Linked DNA regions of Mus musculus: all the other regions are linked to region 1. The links are chromatin contacts, called in public HiCAR-type and HiChIP or PLAC-seq maps. All regions are on one chromosome and are shown on one strand. Each heading gives the region's core, a stretch centred on a gene start, on an enhancer-like site or on the middle of the called end of the contact. The rest is flanking DNA. Distances are from core to core; before and after follow the strand shown.

Region 1 (2,996 bases), core at 134-2,633:
GCACTGCCAATATCTGTGTGACTGTAAAATATACTCATACACCCAGGTAAGCACGCGAAACAAGGTCTATTACTCCTGAGTTTGTCTCACCTGCCCTCTGAACTGAAAGTTAAGAGAGATCAATTTTAAGGGGGAAGTGGGGTAACTCAGTTGGTAGAATGTTTGTCTAGCAAGCACAAAGCTCTGATCCTATATTCTTCTTAGACCAGTGAAAATTTCATATATAACATCTCAAAACTAGCATGATCCCAAATCCTGTAACCCCCAACTTCCCAATTATGCAAATACATTCTACAGCTGACTTTCTGATTCTACTTAATGTAATGTTAAAATGGCATTCAGCCTCTAAAAGTTGATACACCTGTCCAGTGGGATCCGGCTGTTTACCTGTTTCCCACTCTCCATTTCAGAACCCAGAATGGAGTCTGGAGTTCTACACTAATCCTCCGGGTTTCAAAACCCAAATTCTTACAGCAGGCTCCCTAATCCGATTCTGTCCTTCTGGTCCTCACTCCCACTACTTCCATACCATGCACTCAGACTTCTACTCAGGGTCATTCCCAAGCTGGATCAATTTCCAAGTCTAGCACCCCTAGGTCTCGAAGACACTTCTGTTCCGTGTTTACAAAGCAGGGGCTTGCACACCCCATCTTGTAGTTGACCGTGCCTCTGGTATTAGTAGTGACCCCTCCCCGTTGCAGGCCACACGCCAGGCTACCACTCTCTTTCTCCTCTGGGCCTCCGGCTCCGTCCCGGAGACTCCCCGCCACGCTGGCATTAGAGGGACCGTCGCCCTGCCGCCAGAGCCTGAGCAGCTAGCATCCCGACAGCCGCCAATTCCTTCATCACCCCCCAGGCCGGAGCCGGCGTGACCAATAAGGTGCCAGGTCCGCGGCCTCCCCGCCGCCGACCAATCACGAGCGAGCCCCCCCGCCGTCGCCTTCCGCCAATGGGAGAAAGCCCGCGGGCCCAGGCGCACGGACCCCGCGAGCGCAGCCGCGACGACAGCGGCGGGCCCGGCGAACACATAACATGGCGGCGGCAGAGCCGACCGAAGTGCAGCGGCGGCCGCAGAGGGAAGGGAGCTCTCCGCCATTGGCGGGAAGCACCGCCCTCACTGCCGGCCGCCCCCTCTCTCTCTCCCCTCCTCACCCAAGCTTTCATACACTCACAGGCCTCTACTCCGGCGTCCAGCGAAGAAAGCAGCCGCCCCCGCGCTGCTGCGCCGTCGGGCAATGCAGAGGCCCGGGCGCGGCGGAGGGGAGGGGGAAGCGTGCGTCACGAAAAACCGGAGCGCGTGCGGAGCGGGGGCGCAAACAAGATGGCGGCCGCGCCGTTTGTACCGTCTCCCCTGCCCCTCCCCCCACTCCGCGCCTCGACTCCCAGCAACGCGTAGTGCGCAGCGGCTGAGGTGCCTGAAGTCTCGCGAGAATTGTCTTGCCTGGCCAAGCGGGATAGTGAGAGCGGAGACTTTTGGGGCCCCGCCCCTTCCCAGGGGCGCGGGAGGCGTTTCTCGGTGACCTCCGAGGACGTTCTATATCCTTGAAGCTCTCAGCTAGGATGCGCTCGCTTCTGGGTTTTAGGAAATAGTTTTCCGTGTTTTGTTCTTCAAGGAAATGAATGGTAGGGAGAGAAGAACTTCGCGGGCATGGAAAATTTAAAAAGCCGCCTGGGGCTCAGCAAACCGGACGACCTGAATTCGATTCTTGGAACCCAGGATGGACCAGAAGAACAGAGTCCTGAAAGCTGAACTCTGATCATTAATGTGCGACGCGCGCGCGCACACACACACACACACACACACACACACACACACACACACACACACCAGTAAGTGAAGAAATAAAATTTCCAAACAACCAAAAAGGTGACATTTTAAAACGTTAAAATTGGCATAAAAAGGGCTGGAGAGATGGCTCAGTGGTTAAGAGCACTGACTGCTCTTCTGAAGGTCCTGAGTTCAAATCCCAGCAACCACATGGTGGCTTACAACCATCCGTAATGACATCTGATGCCCTCTGGTGTGTCAGAAGACAGCTACAGTGTACTTACATAAAATAATAAATATTTTTTTTAAAAATTGGCATAAAAAATTAAAGAGTTGGGAGGTGGCTCAGTAAAGTGCTTCCTACAAGCATTAAGACCTGCATTAGCCCCCCCAACACTCCATAAGCCACTAGCACAGTAGTCTCCCATACCTGAAAGGCTTGAAAAGAAACCTGCCAGCCTAGCTAAATAAGCAAGCTCCTGGTTCAGTGGGAGGCCCAGTCTATACAAATAGGTTGGGGCCAGCGCGGTAGAACTGAAATTCCAGCACCTGGGAAGACGGAAGCAAGAGGGTCTGTGAGTTCAACGCCAGCCTTGTCGAGTTCCAGGACTTCCAGAATTACGCAGGGAAATCCTGTGTCAAAAAATAGGGTGAAGTTTCCACTGAAGACATCTAGATGTTGCCTTCTATGGGCGAATGCATTCCATGCAAATACATTAACACAATATGTATGGCTTGGTGTGGTAATACATGCCTCTAATCTTGGCACTTTAGGCTGAATATGGAAGCCAACCATTTTGGGGAGGTGGGGGTGGGGATGGGGAAGTGTAGTATTTCACAAGGCCTGTCTATAACTGGTTGTCCGGTGCTCATTATGTAGTCCACACTGACCTTAAACTCAGCTAAATCTTCCTTACTTAGCCTCGGGGTCCTGGGATTACAGACATAAACTACCATGCCCAGCACACACACACACACACACACACACACACACACACACACACGAAAAGAAAAGAAAAAAGAAAAGAAAAGAAAAGAAAAGAAAAGAAAAGAAAAGAAAAGAGAAAAGACAGGAGGCAGAGGCAAGCGGATTTCTGAGTTCGAGGCCAGCCTGGTCTACAAAGTGATTTCCAGGACAGCCAGGGCTACACAGAGAAACCGAAACTCTGTCTCGAAAAGCCCAAAAAAAAAAAAAAAAAAAAAAAGAATTTTGTTTTTACTGGATACC
Region 2 (2,700 bases), core at 144-2,643, 2.1 Mb after region 1:
AAATAAATAAATAAATAAATAAAATCTTCTCCCAGGCCCTCAGCTCCTTTCCAAGTTACCCAGAAAGAGCATGCGGTAGCAATGGGCCTGTCCCTACCTGGCACTAGCTGCCACAACCTGAAAATCCTCTTGCTGCCAAAAGTTCCCTGAGCCCAGCCCAGGCTCCCTCCCTGACGCCCCGCAGCAGCTAGGATCCACCTGCGTCCTGGATGAGTGCACCAGAAGGGGGGGGGGCGCCCAGCCCGCTGCATCCTCAGCTGTTCTTTCAATCTGTCCCAAAGTTCCCGGGCCCCTGTAGGGAGTCTTCAGCTCCAGGCAAACCCTTGAGCAGTCCTACCATCCATCTGCCTAACACGCACCCTTTCCAGCTCCTAGGGGACCTTGGAGAGGGGTAAAAAGGGCTCCAGGTGCAGGGCTCAGCCCTCTCCGGGTGGAGCACTAGGGGAGGCTGAGGTTGCCCAGGGAAAGTAGAGATTACTCATACATGGTAACAGCATAATTGCTTACTCGTTTCTTCCAAGAACAGTTAATAAAATTAAAAGGAAAAGTTAAGCACCTCCCAATTAGCTATATTGTGAGAGATTCCTTTCCTGGGGCCGCATGGTTTCATGGTGTGGTTAAATAGATCCAAAGAGTTAGAACGGATCGGAGAGAGAGGATGTCGAGACACGCGGAGCTCTGTGCATGTGAACCCTCAGTCACACAAACGCTTTCGGTATGCGGCTCCTTTAAGAGCAAAGCCCTTGTTCTTATGAATGAACTTGAGTGGCCCTCCTCAGAGTTAAAGCACGAGAGTGGGGGGTGGTGAGAGATGGAGAACCAAAGGGACTCTCAGACTTCTGGGGTCTCTTCAGGTCTAGGGAGAGAAACTAGTGTGGCTCAGCACAGTAGAACCTAGAGCGCTGGGGAGAGCCCCACGCCGCGTAGAGTTGCCGGCGCCTCTCTTGGCGCAAACCCATTGTAGGGGTGTGCAAAGGGGCTTCAGACTTTCTCCATCACTCCCGGTCCCAGAGCACTCCTTGCTTTTTTCAAGCTTCGCTGTACCCTGTTACCGCCAAGTGTCCCAAGGCCAGACCTAGTCTCCGACGCCCCTATACCCACATCCCGGCCGGCCCACCACCCCTTGCCCTCCTCTCGGGACCTCACCTTCACCTGGACCGGCCGTTCACTGGCTTGGAGGATGCTGGTGGGGAGCAGCCCCGCCGCGGAACCGCTCTCGGCGCCTTCTCCTTTGGCCATGACCCGCGGGCCACGCCGCGTGGGACCGGGACGCCGGGATGCTCTTGTGTTCTGCCGGCCGGCACTCGCCTGTGGCTCCGATCCTAGGCGCAGCCCCAGCCACTACTACGTTCGCTAGCACTTAGCAAACCAGGAACGCCGGCGATGAAAACTCCCTAGCACGTCCCCTCCGCGCCTCTTAAAGGTTCGGGCCTGCGCCTCCAGCCAATCCCTGCACGCGCCTGCCCATCTCGGCTGGCGGAGCCTCGCTGCTCAGCCACGTTCTCAAAGCCGGCAACCCACACCGCGTGCTCCTAACTACCTAAGCAAAGCTGAGAAACCCACCTGACTCGCCCGAGGAAACTGAAGTCCCAGGCTGAAAGTGACCTGTCCGAGGTCCCCCAGAGTGAGTTTTCCCTGAGTAGAGCCTGTGGCCCTTGACTTCTGAATCCCCATCAGCTCCTTTTAAAATCCGGAGTCAGGTGGCTTCTCCCCTCCCCCAAACCTGAGGCCATGGGCTGTAACTTTCATTATCAATGTCCCTCGTGTCTCAAGATCGACAATTTCCTCTTCCTCCCTTTGAAAAGTAGGGGCCTTTTTCAATGGGACAGAAAAATTACCAAGTCCAGTGGCTACCGCTTCCAGGCAGGGGAACTCGCAAGTTCTAAGAAGGAGCCATGGCCACAGCAGCCGTTTATGGGTAGCTTTCTAACAGGCTTAACATGACCTCACTGGGTGCTTATGAACGCCATCTGAGGGTGGTACTATTATTATCCCCATTTTACAACCCAGGAAAGGGGGACACAAGAAGAACAGCTGTTGCGACACAGACAGGCCAGAAAGGTTTTGTCCAGTTCCAAAGTCTTTACTCATAACTCTCCTGCTCTGCCCCTCAGCATAAATTACAGAAGGCTGAGCTATGTCTGTGCTCCCAGACAGGAAGCCCTGGGAGATACAAGACGCCAGCAGCCCTCTGTGTCGAAAAGAAAAGAAAAGAAAAGAAAAGAAAAGAAAAGAAAAGAAAAGAAAAGAAAAGAAAAGAAAAGAAAAGAGAGAAGAGAAAAGAAAAGCTTTGAGAAAGAGCATGCAGAGGAATGTGGTCCTTGAAAGAAGGGAGGACCGTCATCATCTAAACAGAGGCCAGGCATAGGTGCCAGCAGAGAACGGTCTTTGCTGCCTTTCCTTCCACCTCTGCTAATGGCACTCCAGCCTTCACAGATCCCCAGGAGCCTGGGTCAAGTCCAGCTCTCCCTCTTCAGTGAAGTTACTGCTTAGACTCTCAGAGACCGCTCACACAGGACCTGTGTTTCTCAGTGTCAAGCTTTTTTTTTTTCCCCTCCTCTTAGTTCAGATTGCAGGGAAGAGCTATTGAGATCTGACTCCTCCACAATGGCCACAGCACCCTTGTGTGCCCTGGCACATCACTGTCCAGAAACAAGCCAAGGGAAATAGTGAAGACTGTAAGAAGGCCTGTTGTCCCCA
Region 3 (2,700 bases), core at 113-2,612, 2.0 Mb after region 1:
TCCTTTGTTTTTACTCTGATTTATTTGTTTACATTGTGTGTTTATGAGTCTCTATGGGGACATGTGACTGTCGGTGTATAGAGCTCAGAAGACAGCTTGCACAACTTGTTTTTTTTAACCTCAAGCTATCATAGTTCTCAAGAGGAAAGGATCAGGAATGGCTTAGTGGCCATTGTTTTATCCAGCTGAACAATCTAGCTGGCCCAACGCTTATCAGACTGTGCACTGTATAATGCATCCTAATCCTGTATTTTAATTGGCTTTCCAATTACTAAGTAACTGCTGGTTTCAGTGGGGTGGTACAGAAGGGTTTCATGTGGGTGCACAACCGGTTATTCTTCTAGATTTTTCATATGTCGCTCTCTACAAGACTACTTCATCCTTTATAAAGCCGGTGTCAGAGAGTCCCACTGTACCGTGAATACACCCTATTTAACAGATTCCTTTAAACATTTTTAATGCTTTTTTAGGGGAAAAAATGTTTGACACTGTCATTGAGGTGCCGAGGCTGCACTGAGGGAATCTAGAAAAGATGTGGGAGCATAGACAGGAGCCTCTGGGCTATAATAAACCAGAGTGGAGCTTGGATAGGACGTAGCTATGTTTCCCATCTTCCTAGTACATGAAATACCTGAGAGTCCATGACAGCCTGGAAGTCTTATTACATCTTTAATAAGATACTTTTTTCCCTCTTCAGGAGTCCAAACTTCCTCCTCCCTAATTACATCTTTAGCTTTTGAAACCCCATCTTAGCTTTACGATCCAAACCAAACCTCACCATGATATAACTTGCCCTGGATGAAAATCAAGTCTCCCTTCCCCAGTCCCGACACTGAGCCTTTTCTTCCAAGGGCTATAAGTACTATGGCACTGTGCTGAAGAGTTTTCTGCCTCCGCCTCCGAGGACCTTACCTAATTTCTCACACATGTGCTAAAATAAAAACAGTCTCCTAGGGGGAAAGCACCTGCAGCCAAGCCTGATGGATGACCTCAGTTCAATCCCTCTGACCGCTCCTGCAAGCGGTTCTCTGGCCTCCACACATGCGCTGTAGAACGCGAGCCGTACACATATGAAACGCCCACACATAGAATTAAAATTACGTGCAAATGACATAATTGTTAGCGAATAAACAGCTCTTTTCTGCTAATACACAGCTGAAAGAGAAGGCAAAGTTCCGTAGGGGGAAGGGGGAATTGTCACCTAGGCGTCCTTGGGTGTAAAATGAGAGCAGTGCATAAGATCAATTAAAAGATGGAAAGCCCTTATATAGTAGAGTCTGGTGGGTGTTAAGCAATGAATAAACGTCTCTGTCAGGATGCAGAGCCCGGCAGGGGGCGTGGCCACCGGAATTACTTTGGTCCACAGTCCCCGCGGTCATGTGATTGCTAAGATGGCGTCGTCCTGTTCGCGGAGGCTGCTAGCTGCCGCTCTGCTGCCTTGGTGCTGCGCCGCCTGGGCCCTGGGGCATCTGGACCCACCTTCACCACCACCGCTGGTGATCTGGCATGGGATGGGTGAGTGGGCGTGGACGGGGGCATCCTTTTCCCCCCTCGGTTCTTAAATCTGGAAAGACGATAGGGATTCCACAGCACCCGCCTAGTCCAAGGTTTTCGGATTTGTTGCTCTGCACGGAAGGGACGACAACCAGGTGTCTTTAGTGAGTGCTCAGTGAGTATTGTGCACGGCTTGGTTTATGCTTTGTTAAAATCCTGGCAGCAGTAGCATCAGCCTGCAGTATCTCACAGTCAGTCCAGCCTGCCCCTGCAGAGCTGGACTGCACACTCAGGCTTTCATTCCTTCACATCTGAATAGAGATCTACCAGGGGCCTTCATGTCCTTTATACAGTTACCTCAGAGCACCTGCTATACCTGAGCATGAAGCATTCTCATCTTTCTGGAACTTGCTGTCCAGTGGGGGAAACGTATTATAAGGAAATACGGGAAACTTGTCAAATGGCCAGGAGTGCAGTGAAAACAGAAGATAGAGCCTCAGGTGTGAGCTTGTGCTTCTACGGAGCAAGTTAGAACAGGAAACGGGATTCACCCAAGAGTGACAACTGAGTAGAGCTTAAGAGGATGCAGCACCATGGAGGGAGCAACTGGCCAGATCCTCCCTCCCGCCCCACCCCCCCGGAGCTCCCAGGGATTGGACCACCAACTAAAGAGTACACATGGAGGGACCCATGGCTCCAGCTGCCTATGTGGCAGAGGATGGACTTGGACATCAGTAGGAGGAGAGGCCCTTGAACCTGAGAATGTTCGATGCCCCAGTGTAGGGGAATGCCAGGGAGGGAAGACAGGAGTGGGTGGGTGGGGAACACCCTCATAGAGTCAGGGGGAGGGGGGATTGGATAGGGGGGTTCCGATGGGGAGACCTGGAAAGGGGAAAACATTTAAATGTAAATAAAGAAAATATCCAATAAAAAAAATAAAAGAAGGAAAAAAGAGAAGAAAAAAAGGAGGACGAGGGAAGATGCCATAGGGACATGTGGTCACAGGAGCAGCAGGTGCAAAGGCCCTGAGCTTGGCAGACTAGCATGCAGAGCAGTGTAGCAGGAGCAGCGGGAGCAAGGGAATAAGAGGGTGGACAAGTATGCTGGGGCTTTTAAGATTAGTGTAAGGACTTGGAATTTCACTAGGAACTTGTGAGGTGGTAGAATTTACATTTGTAAAGAACTGTTCTAAGCCCTTTGTGCTAG
Region 4 (2,996 bases), core at 268-2,767, 2.1 Mb after region 1:
CTAGAACTGTGGTTCAGATATTTCTCCTGTTCTCAGTAGCTCTGTGTTCACACAGTGCACACACTCAACCACCCTTGATTTGCCGGTTCCTCCCATACTGTACATATCACCAGAGAACAAGTGTATTCCTAGCCAGAAGGGCTAAGTGCCTAAGCTAAAATGTTTTCACACATACTGAGGTCCAATAAATGCTTGGCAGATGATGAACGTGCTGTTCTAACCCTGGATTTTCACTTCAAGGGAAAGCAGTACAAAGAGCTACAGCTGACAGTTCTGATACTAACTAACCTCTATCTAATATATTCTCTCTCTCTCTCTCTCTCTCTCTCTCTCTCTCTCTCACACACACACACACACACACACACACACACACCCTCTTGATCTTTCAAAACGCTTCTGACTCCCTTGCTGCGTCCTTCCACAGCACCCTCACCACATTTGTAACTATTTCTTAACTGTCTTTCACTGCTAACTCGATGGGGGCAATGACTAGACTTTTCAAAGCTGTATTCGATGACATTTTCCATGTTGCCAACACAGAATAAACACAGCGATCCTACGACCACAGGCACTTGGCAACTGTGCCAGACCCAACCTGAATCATCTGACTTCAGATCCAGAAGTGGACAGCACCTCCCATAAAGTTAGCTTGGATTGCGAGTGAACAGTGGCAGTCTAAGAGTAAGGGGAGCTCACTGAACGTAAACGCAGGGCTTACTAGCCTACCTTAAATTTAACAGGCATTCCAAATTTTTAACTTTTTTTTTTTTTTTAGTTCTACTACCAGATAGCCTTTAACCTGCAGCTGCCCAGATCGAAAGTTAGAGAGGTTCCAAGGAAAGGAAGGATCTAGGACTGGAAACCTCTCTCTAAAACCAGATTCTTTTCTTCTCCGAGATCAAGTTACCCATCCGAGTAATGGGAACAAGACCCGGTCAGGAGGAAATTCTAAGGTCTCCCAGGGTCCATTCAGTTGGTTAGGATGCCTTTAGGAATCAGGCCTCCGCGGAGGCTGATAGGCAGAGCTGCGAAATCAAGGAGAAAGTGGCTTCCCCAAGACCTCCTGGTTCAATCTGGTACCCCAGCCCCACCTCAAGAGACCGCACCCAGGAGCCCGGGATGGCCGAAGGGCCCAAACCCCGGCCTTTCAGCAAGACTCCTCAAACGCGCGTAGGCTAGCACAGCCTTTACTAACGGCCAGGACCCGGTGGGCCCCAAAGACCATCCCAATCCTTATCCAACCACCAACCCTCACCTTAAGAGTTCCGCCTCACCTCCGGACTGCGATCAGCCGCTCTCCACTTCCGGCAAGAACCGCCCAGCGGTCTTCGCGCGACCCACTTCCGGGCCCTCACTGGGCGCGGCACCCCCACCGGAAATGAACCACTGGCTGTAACGCTAGCCCGGGGGAGAGGAAGAAGTTTGGCCGCTCCGCTCGTGACTCCGCCCTCATTCCCCGCCACCGGAGAGAGAATCTGGCTTAGGAGCGTTTGGAAAAGGGCTCCGCCTCCAAGGGAGGTGGGGGAGGAAAACTCGGGGAAGGGGCGTGTCCACGGTTGGTCACGCCCCGAGGCCCAGACCAATAAGGAGCTGGAGTTCCTAACCAAGCCCCACCTCCTCAAAGGAAGACAGCTGAGTGGCTGCTTGTTTTGTCAATTTGTGCTCGGAGACTGAGGTCGTTACGTTTTTAGCCTCAGTCCGGAAGAGGTTCAGGGAACAACAGTGGGGCTAGAAGGCTCTGAGACCCAGTGTCTGGTGGTTGGGGGGACCGGGACCAAATTTCGCCCCTGGCTGGGCGTGCAAGCCTTGGTTTCCCTGTCTGTAGTACAGAAAAGCAATGGACTCGGTCGCGGAGGCTAATAGAGTAGGCTTTGAGCGTCTGGGCATGCTCGCCCTCGCTCGATTCCGAGGCTAGGGCTGGGAAGGTGGAGAAAATCTTCCACTCGCGCCCCACTTCCTGTTTGCTCTGTGCGTTTTGTGACCATAGATGGTCAGGTCCGTGGCTGTGCTTAAGCTTCCGCCTCAGGCTTCGGAGTTCTTCCTCCCACCCTGTAGGGTGTGGTCCCTGAAATGAAATGAGCAAAATTAAAGGAGATCTTGTCCCATTCCTTAAAAATCTTGCTTTTGAGGCTTCATCGCCCCAAGCTATGTATGCCCAGCTGGCTGCTAATGAGCCCGTGTGCGATTCAGAGCTGTAACTGCAGCCTGCAGGGCAGTCTTCGCCTCCCTGCTTCTTAGACGGGGGATCGCGTCTTTGTTTCCTCCGGACTTAACACTTTCCAACCGGTCATTATCCTCCCACAAAGATTTATTTCTAGAAAAAAAATTGGCGAGTGCTGTGCTATGGTTCCTACCCCTTCGACTGGATGACTGACAACTCCGCGTTCAAGTTGAATGCAGGTGTTATATGCCAGAGTCAATCATTCAACAAATACAGTTCATGTAATAATAGCTACCATTTACTGTGCGCTGACTACATGCCAGGCTTGTGCTGAGCGCTCAAACCATTTTCATTTAATCCTAATAGCAACTCTCTGCGGTAGGTACCATTACATCCTCGGAGCTTCAAATGAGGAAGCTGAATAACTTGCCAAGGTCACAAAGTAGATGTTGAAACTTTAAACAGAGCACGCATTTGACTGTCTTAGAACCAATGAATTTAATCATCCCCAGTGATAGATAGATCTGGGAACATTTGAGGCATTGGGTGCCTCTGGTTGTAGACGTAAGTTGTTCCATTCCTGACTCCGAGCCCTTTACTAGCGTCCCGACTTTGATCAAGGTGCTTTGGACAATTTACTGGCCTCCCCCAGTTTATGACTCCCAGTTTGTTTAAAACAGAAATGACAACATACCAAATTATGGCACAAAAATCATCCGTTTATAATATGTTCATTTCAGGGGCAGGTGTGGTAATGCTCACCTTTAGTTCCAGCACCCGGGAAGCAGAGGCAGGTTGATTTTGTGAGTTCAAGGCCAGCCTGGTCTACATAATG

Evidence for each region. HiCAR-type assays count read pairs that join an accessible place to other places. HiChIP or PLAC-seq counts read pairs in DNA pulled down with a chosen protein or histone mark.
Region 2: a contact with region 1 is called in a HiCAR-type map of astrocytes, with 5 times the contacts expected there. The contact joins the promoter of Mfsd2a here to the promoter of Nfyc in region 1. A contact is called at or near these places in 7 of 39 promoter capture datasets (cranial neural crest, embryonic stem cells, frontonasal cranial neural crest and 2 more) and 5 of 115 datasets of contacts at active chromatin or transcription factors (T-cell acute lymphoblastic leukemia, astrocytes, embryonic stem cells and 1 more).
Region 3: an H3K27ac HiChIP or PLAC-seq map of embryonic stem cells shows a contact between it and region 1, with 9 times the contacts expected there. The contact joins the promoter of Ppt1 here to the promoter of Nfyc in region 1. A contact is called at or near these places in 2 of 39 promoter capture datasets (cranial neural crest and pre-B cells), 1 of 484 Hi-C or Micro-C datasets (CD4 T cells) and 3 of 115 datasets of contacts at active chromatin or transcription factors (astrocytes, embryonic stem cells and large pre-B cells).
Region 4: an H3K27ac HiChIP or PLAC-seq map of embryonic stem cells shows a contact between it and region 1, with 11 times the contacts expected there. The contact joins the promoter of Cap1 here to the promoter of Nfyc in region 1. A contact is called at or near these places in 6 of 39 promoter capture datasets (cranial neural crest, embryonic stem cells, frontonasal cranial neural crest and 2 more), 1 of 484 Hi-C or Micro-C datasets (B cells), 13 of 115 datasets of contacts at active chromatin or transcription factors (T-cell acute lymphoblastic leukemia, acute myeloid leukemia, astrocytes and 5 more) and 3 of 9 other capture datasets (adipose tissue, embryonic stem cells and liver).

The regions. Positions count from the first base shown.
Region 1 is chr4:120,824,358-120,827,353 of GRCm38.p6, forward strand. It overlaps Nfyc (nuclear transcription factor-Y gamma), which reads right to left and starts at 1,384. Exons shown (of 10, transcript NM_008692.4): 1 at 1,173-1,384.
Region 2 is chr4:122,959,795-122,962,494 of GRCm38.p6, forward strand. Mfsd2a (major facilitator superfamily domain containing 2A) reads right to left here and starts at 1,394. Exons shown (of 14, transcript NM_029662.2): 1 at 1,147-1,394. The coding sequence starts at 1,239.
Region 3 is chr4:122,834,865-122,837,564 of GRCm38.p6, forward strand. Ppt1 (palmitoyl-protein thioesterase 1) reads left to right here and starts at 1,363. Exons shown (of 9, transcript NM_008917.3): 1 at 1,363-1,515. The coding sequence starts at 1,392.
Region 4 is chr4:122,884,559-122,887,554 of GRCm38.p6, forward strand. It overlaps Cap1 (CAP, adenylate cyclase-associated protein 1 (yeast)), which reads right to left and starts at 1,518. Exons shown (of 13, transcript NM_001358035.1): 1 at 1,256-1,518.